Regions from separate parts of the Mus musculus genome. Here all the other regions are linked to region 3. The links are chromatin contacts, called in public Hi-C and promoter capture Hi-C maps. All regions are on one chromosome and are shown on one strand. The core of a region is the stretch at or near the end of the contact, and the rest is flanking DNA. Distances in the headings are between cores, read along the strand shown. Region 1 has its middle 26 kb from the start of Il1r1. Region 2 has its middle 20 kb from the start of Gm35222. Region 3 holds the start of D930019O06Rik (a long non-coding RNA gene).

What was found. Promoter capture Hi-C pulls out the DNA fragments that hold promoters and counts their contacts. Hi-C and Micro-C count contacts between places; a contact is called where the count stands out from the background.
Region 1: a contact with region 3 is called in a promoter capture Hi-C map of the C10 cell line, with 4 times the contacts expected there. The contact joins the enhancer-like site here to the promoter of D930019O06Rik in region 3. A contact is called at or near these places in 4 of 39 promoter capture datasets (the 3T3-L1 cell line, the C10 cell line, hippocampal neurons and 1 more) and 2 of 9 other capture datasets (adipose tissue and embryonic stem cells).
Region 2: a Hi-C map of the N1E-115 cell line shows a contact between it and region 3, with 5 times the contacts expected there. The contact joins the enhancer-like site here to the promoter of D930019O06Rik in region 3. A contact is called at or near these places in 14 of 39 promoter capture datasets (the 3T3-L1 cell line, 3T3-L1-derived adipocytes, the C10 cell line and 9 more), 8 of 484 Hi-C or Micro-C datasets (the N1E-115 cell line, Sertoli cells, bone marrow-derived macrophages and 4 more), 1 of 115 datasets of contacts at active chromatin or transcription factors (bone marrow-derived macrophages) and 4 of 9 other capture datasets (adipose tissue, embryonic stem cells, liver and 1 more).

Annotation. Positions count from the first base shown.
Region 1 is chr1:40,238,901-40,242,800 of GRCm38.p6, forward strand. It overlaps a transcript of Il1r1 not described here. Among named protein-coding and RNA genes, the nearest start is that of Il1r1, 26 kb to the right of the region's middle. Within about 2 kb of position 1,726, at least 30 of the 459 cell types and tissues checked have an H3K27ac peak or open chromatin away from gene starts, as enhancers often do.
Region 2 is chr1:39,005,833-39,009,589 of GRCm38.p6, forward strand. No RefSeq gene overlaps it. Among named protein-coding and RNA genes, the nearest start is that of Gm35222, 20 kb to the right of the region's middle. Within about 2 kb of position 1,794, at least 24 of the 459 cell types and tissues checked have an H3K27ac peak or open chromatin away from gene starts, as enhancers often do. A contact at or near this core is called in the HPC-7 cell line and the N1E-115 cell line, where this site is marked.
Region 3 is chr1:39,649,880-39,653,445 of GRCm38.p6, forward strand. D930019O06Rik (a long non-coding RNA gene) reads left to right here and starts at 1,589. Exons shown (of 2, transcript XR_001778897.2): 1 at 1,589-2,390. It overlaps Creg2 (cellular repressor of E1A-stimulated genes 2), which reads right to left and starts at 1,303. Exons shown (of 4, transcript NM_170597.4): 1 at 627-1,303. The coding sequence starts at 1,061.

The DNA of each region.
Region 1 (3,900 bases), core at 476-2,975, 590 kb after region 3:
TGGAGTACAGGCATCTGGAGCCTAGAGGACGACGCATGTGCTACAAAGGGCCTGGCTGGAGAAGTGACCCAAGCCCTTGGAGGAGCCCAGAAGATCGTGAGTTGGATCCCAGACATTGGACGGTTGGAGATTGACTTTTGCTTTTGATTGTGACTGTGCCCTGATATTTTCCCTCTTGAAGGAAGAAACTGTTTTAGTGGAGCCCACAGTTAAGAGACTTTTAATTGTAAAAAGACTTTGGATTTTAAAAGAGATGGATATTTTTAAGAATATGTAAAGACTGTGGGACTTTTAAAGTTATTTAGATCTTGGGGATGAATAAGATTGTAAGGGTTGAGGCTTACTAGTGATGGTTTTGTGTGTCAAGTTGACAAGGGGTCAATTGTACTGGCTAGTTTTGTGTCAACTTGACACAGCTGGACTTATCACAGAGAAAGGAGCTTCAATTGAGGAAATGCCTCCATGAGATCTAACTGTAAGGCATTTTCTCAATTAGTGATCAAGGGGGAAAGGCCCCTTGTGGGTGGGACCATCTCTGGGCTGGTAGTCTTGGGTTCTATAAGAGAGCAGGCTGAGCAAGCCAGAAAAGAACATTCCTCCATGGCCTCTGCATCAGCTCCTGCTTTCTGACCTGCTTGAGTTCTAGTCCTGCATCCTTTGGTGATCAACAGCAGTATGGAAATGTAAGCCGAATAAGCCCTTTCTTCCCCAACTTGCTTCTTGGTCATGATGTTTGTGCAGGAATTGAAACCCTGACTAAGACAGAGTGATACATATATTTTAAAGCAGAAGGGTAAAGAGAAAGAGTCAGCAAGCCTAGCATGCTAGATCAGTTGTCTGAGCTGCCTGGGAGGCAGAGAGAGCTCAGGGTGGTAGGCTTCAACTTTGGAGACTGAGATGAAGTTCAAGTGGAATTTGCTCAACAGTAGTTATTCAGCTAATCTGGGTTGCTAGGAGAATTGGAGGGTTTTGTTTCACTTCAATGGGAGAAAAAAGAAGCCCATGTTGGTTACACAGTTGGGATAGCCTCAGCATTGCATCGACAGGGTGGGTGTATGGTTTGGCTTTCAGTGCTGGACAGCCCCTCCCATCTCCTCATCTCTCATTTTCTCTAGCCTCTAACACATCCTATGCTCTTAAGTGTACTCCTCCGAAGCAGAAAGGCCTTGTTTTGCCCCAGTATCATCTTGGTGTTGCTAGCAATGGCAGCAAACCCCTGAAGACAGAAAGCAAAGTGATTTGGAGGTGGTTGGTTTGTTTGTCCCAAAAGGATTGAACAGTGCTGGGCTGTTGAGTCTTTGGGAAATATGGCAATGACTATTATTTTATTTTATTTTCTAGATATAAGGGGAAAAAAGAATAAGAGTTGGTCAGATTTGGGCATAAACAGAAAGTGATTTGTTTTAACTTTTAAATGTTTCTCAATATATTGTGAAGATTTTAATTATAAGAAAGTGCTTGGGTGGCAAAGGGGAGTAGAGAAAGAGAGGTTTTCTTATAGCTGCGGTCTCTCTCTCTCTCTAGCTAGATCTGGTTATTGATCACGTGACATTGTTTAGAAGTGGTAAAGGATACAAGAAAACAAAGAGGGTTCTGGAACCCCCTCTCCTGCCCGGGTTTGCTGCTCTCCATTGGTAACGAAAGGGTGAATCATGTTGTTGGTCTGATTGGTCTTGGGGATTATGACATTTTCGGTGCATAATTTGCATGTGGATAGCTTCTCACTTCTGCTTCCTTGTGCTCTGCTGTCAATTCATAATTCCCTTGTGACACTCATTTGGCTGGACTTGAAAGAATCTCATAGAAATGAGGAAGAAAAAGAAATCATGTTAAAAAGGTGGCGTTTCACCACACAAAGAATCGATCTACGTAAGGAAACAAAATACTGAAGAGTCTTAGGTATTTTCTCCTCTTGGAAGGCTATAGTTATAATGTGTCAGTTTCAAATATTGGGCAATACTATGCCATAACTACTCCCTGGGCAGGCTTGTGGAGCAGAGAGCTTCTAGCTGACTCCTCATCTCCAGGCTAGGAATTCCCATGACTGTGTCAAGGTTTTTTTTTTTTTTCATGGGTTTCGAGATGAAATTTTGGTCCCTGTGCTTGCTTGAGCCTCCCTAGTCCCCATTAACTCCTTGTTTTCTCATCAAGCTCTGTGACCAGTTTTGGATAAATAGTCATTTTTTTTCCTAGTTAGAGCACCCCTCAGATCATAGCACCTTCCCTGCCAGTCTTTGAGGTAACCATATAAGAACCCCCCCAAAAGCACTTACTATGTAATTAATATCTACCACGGCCAGCATTCCATTTATATTTTTGCCTTCACTTAGGATAGACGTTGTTATTCCCATGATCAGATGAAGAATTGGGTAAGACTGAGCAGGCACACTGGGCAGCACTGGCCATCTCCTCAGGCTTCTCCAACAAAAATTTCAGGCAGTTGAAGGGATATTCACCCAGGAGCAGTTAGTGCTTGGCTCTTTTGTTGACATCACAAAATAAAATAGATGCACTGTCGAATTTCTTTGGATTTCCTGGATCATGAAACTGTTGTTGACAGTTATTAATGGCCCAAAGAGGCACTTGTGACCTGCCATCCCTGATTGCCCTGAATGTTCCATACTTAATAATATATTTAGATTAATTTAGGTTTTATTCCAAGCCTGGAAAGTCCCCCTAGGAACACGTTATATGGATTTCTCTGAAACAGCCTTTGAGTGTGGAAATTGCGGGGCAGAAAACATTTACTCAGTCCCACCTTCCAGGCAAGCACTTGTTTCAAGAGTCAGCCTCTTTTATTAAGACCTTGGAAAACTACCAGAGTGGTTACCCCCTGAAGTTTCTTATCAAGATCAGACCAGAATGCACATATCATGTCTACCAAAGAAATTCCTCTATATCTCTACATATGCACAAGTACACATTAATACAGTTTCTCCCTGTACATAGCATTGGTCAACATTTCAACATCTTAGACTTTTCTGGCAGAGGGAAACATCTTTATTTTAGGAGACATAGGCAGACACCTTCATTCTACTTAAAAGTGGGGGCTGGTCCCCACCAAGATCAAGACATATTAAGAAATTTGAGACATTCAGCCTGCTCCCCATCGTTGGCAAGGGGAGGCTGATTGGTCATCCCCAAGAGGTGATGATTCTATGAATATTCATGAGCTAGGGTTGGGAGAGTCTGGGTGTTGAGCATGTCATAGGAAGCCTGCCTGACATGGACTCTTGAAGCCCCTTCCCATATACCTCTGTGTCTCAGCACTGGCCTGCGTATGTGTCCGTTGTCATCCTCTATCGTATGAGATCTCACTGAAAAGTTCTCCTGTGTTCTGAAGTTATCCTAGCAAAGTATAGAATATGAGAAGTTGTAGGGTCCTTGACTTGGGGCAGAGGAGGGTGACAACCTTGCTCTGGAAGTTGGCATTTGCAGCAGAGAAGGCTGCTTTTGAGACCAAGCCCTCTGATTATGGAGTCATTATTAACATTTGTCAGTGTCAGAACTGAACTGAATTGTAGAACACCCAGCTGGCGTCTGAGAAATCCTTGCAGTAGGATGAACATCTCCATGCATCTGGTCACACTGGATATGGACACGCAGAACAAAACAAAAACAAAACAAACTATTTTACACATGCATCTAACTTTGTCAAAATAAAATAGAGCCAACTCTGCAAATAGAAATTTAAGTATGTAAGGGATGCTTAGGATAAAATTTCCATGCTGACATTATTATAAGTGATACCTTTCTTTGGAGAATTTAAATACAGTTAAAAGATAAGCTCCTACTGGACTTCACAAACACTCCTTTGTCTGTGGGTAGTTTTCCTTTTAAAACACTCTGTGCTGCCTGGTAAAGCCTGGCTACTCACTGTGGAAACCATAGTGAAATCAG
Region 2 (3,757 bases), core at 544-3,043, 640 kb before region 3:
CCTGCAAGAAATCAGGTCAGGATCATGAGGCTTCCAGAGGCTGGTCTGAAACGTGCCTAATGAAGCTGGCCTCTCCCTAAGACCGTAGGCAGGCAGGAGGGAGATTTCGGTTAAGGGATGCAAAATAGGTGGATTTCCCCAGAGCCTCAGATCACAGCCCAGGAAGGATGCACAAGACATCCCCTCAGGCCATGAATAGCTTTGGGTTGAAAGATCTGATCAGCAGCAAGTGAGTGGTGAGGTTTCAGACCTGCACTCTATAGCTCTTTGCCCTCAGTTTAAAGCTCTCTACTGCTTGGCTCGGTCACGGTCACGTGCTTCCACTCGGTGGGTGGCTTCAGTTGAGCTTTGGTTTGCTCTACTGTACAATCTGAACTTCTTTGTGTGGACTTCGCAGGGCTGTAAGAAAAAGAAGTGTTAGGATTAAACTACAAACTAATGTATATCCTGCCTTGAAAGGGGTCTCCTGTTCAGGAAGGGACTAGTAAATTTATAAGTCAAGCCTGGCTACTACCGTTGCCCAACAAGCCCCCATGAACCTGGCTTTATAAACAGCACTGCTGCTATCGGATCAACAGATTCCATGGCTTGTCTACACTTGTATGAGCCTTAGTGGGGGAAGAGGCTGGTAGGGACTGAAGGGGCCAGACCTGACTCGTCCATCCTTCTAAAGCTTGAGCCAGGCTAAAGTGGTTAGAAGCTGGATGCATGGGGACTATTGGATAGCTTTGCATTTTGTGGGATATAAGAGGGAAGGTCCCTAGTGGAAGTTGTGTGTGATGTGTTTATAAAAAGGTAAAGAGGTCTAAGATATGTTATATGGGGGTGTGGTGAGGTATGGGGGGAGGGGTGCCTCGGTGGGCCCATGCCAAGGCATCCATCCCTTCCCCCTTAGGGACTAGTAACACGACAGTATAGTATAGAATAGAGCTTATTCAGGGCTTGGGGGAGGAGTTAAGAGGGTAGTAGAGGCGGAGAAAGGAGGGGGAGGGGAGAAGGAGGAGAGGAAGAGAGGAAGAGGAGAGGAGGGGGGAGGGGGAGGGAGAGGGGGAGAAGAGGTGGGCCATGGCCATGAGCACTTGAAGAGAGGGGAAAGGGAAGGGAGAAGGGAAGAGCCCAAGAGGTCAAGAAGGAAGCAAGACTAAGCAAGAGGCAAGAGAGGGAGGAGGCAGGAAGCAGCCCTTTTTATAGTGGGTGAGGCCTACCTGGCTGTTGCCAGGTAACTGTTGGGTGGAGCTTAGACAGAATGCTAACAGTGTGGCCTCGGTGACATGCTAGAGCTTAAACTTTCAATATAGTCAAGCTCCAAGGGGTAGGGGCACCCACTTCTCCATGGCACTTGGGATGTTGGAGAACTCAGAGGTCCCATCAGCGTCATGTCACCATACATGTGGCAGATCTGCAACCCTCAGGCTTGTCCTGAGGAGAGAATAGCCCAGGTGGACTTTCAGTTGCAGCTGGGCAGCCTGACTAAGGGCTTGTCTAAGCACCAGAGAGCTCCCCGTTCTGAGCTGAGCCCAGCTGCTGAGCCCCGTTTCCTGGACTCAAGTGCTGAGCCAAGGATGTTAGCAGAATAAGATTGCCAGCCCGCCTGCGCCCCATTGTGTTAATTACAGGCTGTTATTTCATGTTAAGAATCCACAACAAGATTAAGGGCACTGTCATCTTAAAAGCCAAACCGTGACCTCAAAAACTCATCAGTGAATGAGAGGACAAATATTCCTGTAGTGCTGGTTAAAAATAGGAGCGGTGGAGAGAGCGAGAGGGAGATGGATGCCATTAAGAGGTAATTACATTTACTGTAAATGGGAGCCTGGGGAAGGAGCTATTCTAGGCAGGAAAACCCGTGACACAGGAAACCCAGCAAGGCCACTTGCTGATTGATGGCCGTGTGCTTTCTGAATCAGCTTTGCCTATGGGGTGAATGGTGTTACCACTGTGCCTAGTGCCCTGGGCCTGAGTGGAGGTGCTTGCCAAAAAACTGTGTTTCCCAAAAAGGGAAATGGGAACCGTGTAGTCCACTCCGAGTCTCAGAATGCAACTTCTCTGTGGTTCACAGTTCCAATGTCCTTCGTTCCTCAGTTGCCAGGCATCATCTGATTGGACAAGGTAGAATTTATTATTGCCTTTGAGTGAAACTAATTTTCATTCGAGTTGAGGTCCACAAAGGCAGGCAGTTCTGGTTCGTGCGCAGCAGTGGATATCTGCAGGGCCCTGTGCAGAGACATGTTGGCTACATGTGAATGTGTAGCCTGAAGTCTGTGCAAGTCTCACATTTTACCAGCTGAGAAGACTCAGGGTTCCTTCTGGGCCAGTGTTTATGTTAATAATCATAGAATTACATCATCACATCTGAAACTGAGCTAGGACAGTATAGGGTAAGTGATCTGCTATATCATTATTTATTTCAAGTTATTGACTTCATAAATAAAAGTTATTACTCTATGGGGAGCAAATTATTTCAGGTGCACACACACAGATACACAAACCTTGGCTTTGATAACATGCTATGCCTTTGTCTTCTTAGTCAATTGCTTTTTCCTTATACCCTCATTTTCTCCTAACTCTTCATACTATGTTAGTTTCTGCTGAGCCATCCCTAGACAGTCTTGCTTCTACTTTAATGGTACACATGATTTTAAGCATCTATTAATTTATAAAATCTAAGAATCAATAAGACTGGCTTAATTCACTTAATACAGCTATCTCCAACAGTGTCTGTTTTCCTATAAACAATAAAACATGGTTAACCTTTTTACTGGCTAGTTTTGTGTCAACTTGACACAGCTGGAGTTATCACAGAGAAAGGAGCATCAGTTGGGGAAATGCTTCCACTAGATCCAGGTGTAAGGCATTTTCTCAATTAGTGATCAAGGGGGAAAGGCCCCTTGTGGGTGGTGACATCCCTGGGCTGGTAGTCTTGGGTTCTATAAGAGAGCAGGCTGAGCAAGCCAGGGGAAGCAAGCCAGTAAGTAACATCCCTCCATGGCCTCTGCATCAGCTCCTGCTTCCTGATCTGCTTGAGTTCCAGTCCTGACTTCCTTTGGTGATGAAAAGCAATTTAGAAGTGTAAGCTAAATAAACCCTTTCCTCCCCAACTTGCTTCTTGGTCATGATGTTTTGTGCAGGAGTACAAACCCTGACTAAGACAATACCTCTATCCACATGATCCAGGCAATGGCCTACCATTGAGGCAAGGAGATCATTTCTTGTAGCAGATCCTTTGCCCACTGATATCTCTCAGCCACTCATAGGTCGAGACTGTGCCATCTCTCAGGAGGCAACAGTGATGGTTTCTACATGAATTTCATGGGGATTAATGGAAGTTTAAGTCAAGTGTCTTAGTTGGAGTTTCTATTGCAGTTGTCACTGGGATAGACTGACTTGGAGGCCTTTGGGTAAATATCTAGGAATAGAAGGTATGGCTAGGTCATATCTTGGGTCTATATAGGTTTCTGAGAAACCTGCCTACTATAGAATGGCACTACTATAAGCTGCCATAGGGGCAGGACATGTTTACATTCTTGCCCGTAGTGTATAGTGTATAAGGTTCTTAGGGTTTTATTGCAATGAAGAGACACCATGACCACAGCAACTCTCACAAAGGAAAACGTTTTATGGCAGCTGGCTTACACTTCAGAGGTTTAGTCCATTATTATCATGGCAGGGAGCATGGTTCCATGCAGTCAGACATGGTGCAGGAAAGGTAGTTAAGAGTTCTACATCTGATCTGCAGGCAGCAGGAAGAGAGAGTGAC
Region 3 (3,566 bases), core at 339-2,838:
GGACTAGAAGCTTTCTGGAGGCTATTCTTAGGGAATACAGAGCCTCGGCCCCTCTCCATGCCATTCTGGGTGGAAGGAAGCAGGATAAAATGTGAATACAGTTTTGTGGATCGAAAGAGACGAACTGCAGCTGAAACAGCTCCTCCAGCTGTTACCTTTTGCTTAAGCCCTCTTTCTAAAAAACCTGAGTTCCATTTTTTTTTAAAGTGTAAATGTCTACCGGAGTGTGGATGGCGTTCCTCTTCCACACCCACTTGGTGTGGGAGGCGGTGCCAGAGTCTGTCTGCAGGACTGTCGGAGCCTGCAGGGAGCTGGGAGCTGGATGCGCCTCATCTGTGATTCCAAAAGCGATCCTGCCTACGTTCCAGGTTTCCAGCTTGTCACTGTTTATCTGATCATCTCTTTGGCCATTTTAGTACACAGGGATTCAATCACTAACCACGAGACTGTTTCCCAGCTTCTCCTTCCTCCCCACTCACATGCACTTGGCCAGATGGACCGACCCATGCACACGCTGGTTCCGTTATTCACAGGGCATTCACAGCCTATGAACCTGTGAAACCGGAGTCGCCCTGCGTCCTGGAAGGGAGACGCGCACCGCCCCCGCGTCCCGACCTCTGGCTTACCTTTTCGTGGGTGGACACAGTGGCCAGACAGCCCCAGGAGCTAGCGTGGGCTAGGGAGCGGGCGGTGCCGGCATGCACCCTGGGGCCAGGGGATGCCTCAGATGAGCCGCTCTCCCGCCGGTAGGAGAACATGCCACGCGCGGCCGGTGCGGGCCTGGCGCGGGCGGAGCCCCGAGGTCGCAGGTGCGTGTCCTCCTTGTGCGCCGAGGCCGGAAAGCTCTGCTGCCAGATGCTACTCGAGTCCTCCAGCAGCGCGGGCAGCGCCTCCTCAGTGGATGCACTGTCCAGCTCCTCATCTACCTCGTTGGTGACAGCCCAGGACACGGAGCTCACGATCACGTAGCCGGCGGCTGGGGACAACAGGGCGCTGCAGCATAGCAACCAGGACAGGCGACTCCCTGGCCAAGCAGGACGCTCCCTGCCGGACAGCGACATCTTCTTGGAGGCGACGCGCCCTGTGGCGGGGACCACTGACCAAGCAGCGGCCAGCCAGGGGCGCCCCCCTGCGGCGGAGCGTGCGTCGGAACCCTTCTCCTCGTGATAGGATTCCCGGGTTGAGGGTCTCCAATCAGTCCGGGGGCCGGGGTTCCCTATTGCCTTACACTCCCGTAAGAAGCGAAGTCTGCTGCACGACCAGAGTCCCCTGCGTCCACCGCCGCTGCTGGGCGCAGAGTCCACGCGTGTCTTGGTTTTCCGCAGGATGGCAAGCGTTTTGCAGCCAGAGGGTGGGCGTTCACAGCTCAGGCTCAATGCACTCCTCCGCTCGTCAGCTGTGCGACTCTACCAAGCTGATTAACTTCTCTGAGCCAACAAGAAGGGCATCACCAGGCTCAGTTATTGCACCCCATCACCTCCGCAGAACCGGGAACCACAATACACCCACATCTTCCATCACTCACCCAGTCAGCAGTGTCCTGCGGTTAGCGACACAGACTAATAGAACTTTATTGTTGTTGGGTGTTTTGTTTTGTTTTTTGTTTTTTGTTTTTTTTTTTTGTTTTTTTGTTTTTGTTTTTGTTTTTTTTCGAGACGGGGTTTCTCTGTATATCCCTGGCTGTCCTGGAACTCACTCTGTAGACCAGGCTAGCCTCGAACTCAGAAATCTGCCTGCCTCTGCCTCCCAAATGCTGGGATTAAAGGCGTGTGCCACCTCTGCCCGGCTTAATAGCGTATTTTAAAAACCATCTTGTTCCAGTAAGAAGTTTAATAGATATCAAAATAACTTCAAAGTAATTATAATTTCTTACCTGTTCTTATGATATCCAGTCTTTGTCCCACCATGGAATATTTTCTATCGCTTATATTCCTAAAATGCAAGAGTCCTGCACTAACTGGTTCTATAAGAAAGTATCTTGAAATGGGATTTGAGTTTTTCCTACATGTCTTCACTGTGCCCTGCTGTGAAACTCCTGTGACTCTTCCTGGATGCCTGGATGTCAGCTGTGAACACAGCTGGTCTCTTTCTCTTTGCATGGGAACTTCTTGTCTCTCCCTGGATGCCCCTGGCTGCTCTTTCTCTCTCTCTCCCCTCCCCACCCCCCACCCCACAACCCCTTCTCTGCTCTCCGTCTGCTTTGAAACATTGATGGTGTCTTCAGTTTCTCCCCAAGACATCTTGTTTACTCTCATGGCTTCTGCTGTTATCGGCTGCTGCTCTCTCCCCAGCTTCACAGACCCTCTTATCCCCTGTTTAGGGGAAAGATGTGTTCCATGGTCTTGAGAGGCACAATGGGGAGTCATGGAAATACTACACACTGCAGCCAGGTATGATGGCACACACCTGTTATCTATCCTAGCACTCGACAGGTGGAGGCAGGAGATTCAGGAGTTCAAGGTCAGACTTAGCTAGGTAAGCAAATTTGAGACCAGCCTAGACTACATGAGACACCACCTCAAGATCCACCATAAAAACCAACAACTCCTCCTCCCTGAAATACAAATTAAAAATAATCCAGATCTTGTCCTATCATGTTCTGATTGTGGGATAGTGGCATGTCACTGTTGCCTCTACAAAATGGGGACGGTTACATCTCCCCCACCGGGGTTTGGGTGTCAAGCCTGACATCTCTAGTTTCAGGGGAGAGCTTATCCTCAGAGGAAAAAGACGATGAATGTTTCAACCTCAGGAAAGGAAAAGGGATTGAACTGATATGTCAGTGTGGGGAGAGGACCTGCAGATGGTAATCTCAGTTCCTCTGTGGCTCTCACGGCAGGATCAATCCACCTTCTCTTTCCTCATGCCTGAGTTGGCCAGCTATGGCAGAGGCATGTGCCTCCTCTGCTGGAATGAGTTCAGCTGTAGAACCTCAGAGGAGTCCCACAGATCTCTTTTATTTCTATGGGTATCGAGATGTTGTATTGTAAAAGCTAGAGAGGGTATATTTGTACAGATTCACACGTCACTCCCGTGGACCTGTTAGAGGTCAAGACGTGGACTTGAGTGTATTTAACTTTGCTAGTTAATTCTGTGTAAAAAGTTGTTATGGGATGTCAAACTGGCTTAAACGCCAATTATACTATCAGAGTGTAAGAGCTCCTATTTTCTTCATTCTTATCTATTTAGATTATTGTCAGATTAAGAGACGTTATTGGCTCTTACCCATGTCTGGGAGAAGGGCAATGATAGGTACTCATTGACTTATTTGCTTTAACTTGATCACCAGTTGTATTAGCTGCCTTTTCTTCACTATGACCAAATTACCCAACACAGCAATGAAAGGAGGAAAGGTTTATTTTGGCTCCAGAATTAGTAGGATTTGGCCCATCATGGCAGGAAGGGCACAAGGCACAGAGAGGTTCATGTCGTGGCACATCAGGAAGCAGAGAGAGGGGAATTCTAGTGTTACCCTTTCCCCCATTTATTCCCTCAGACACACGCAGAGCTGTGCCTCGCCATCTTCTAGATGATTCTGCATCCAGTCAGATTGACAATTAAGGCCA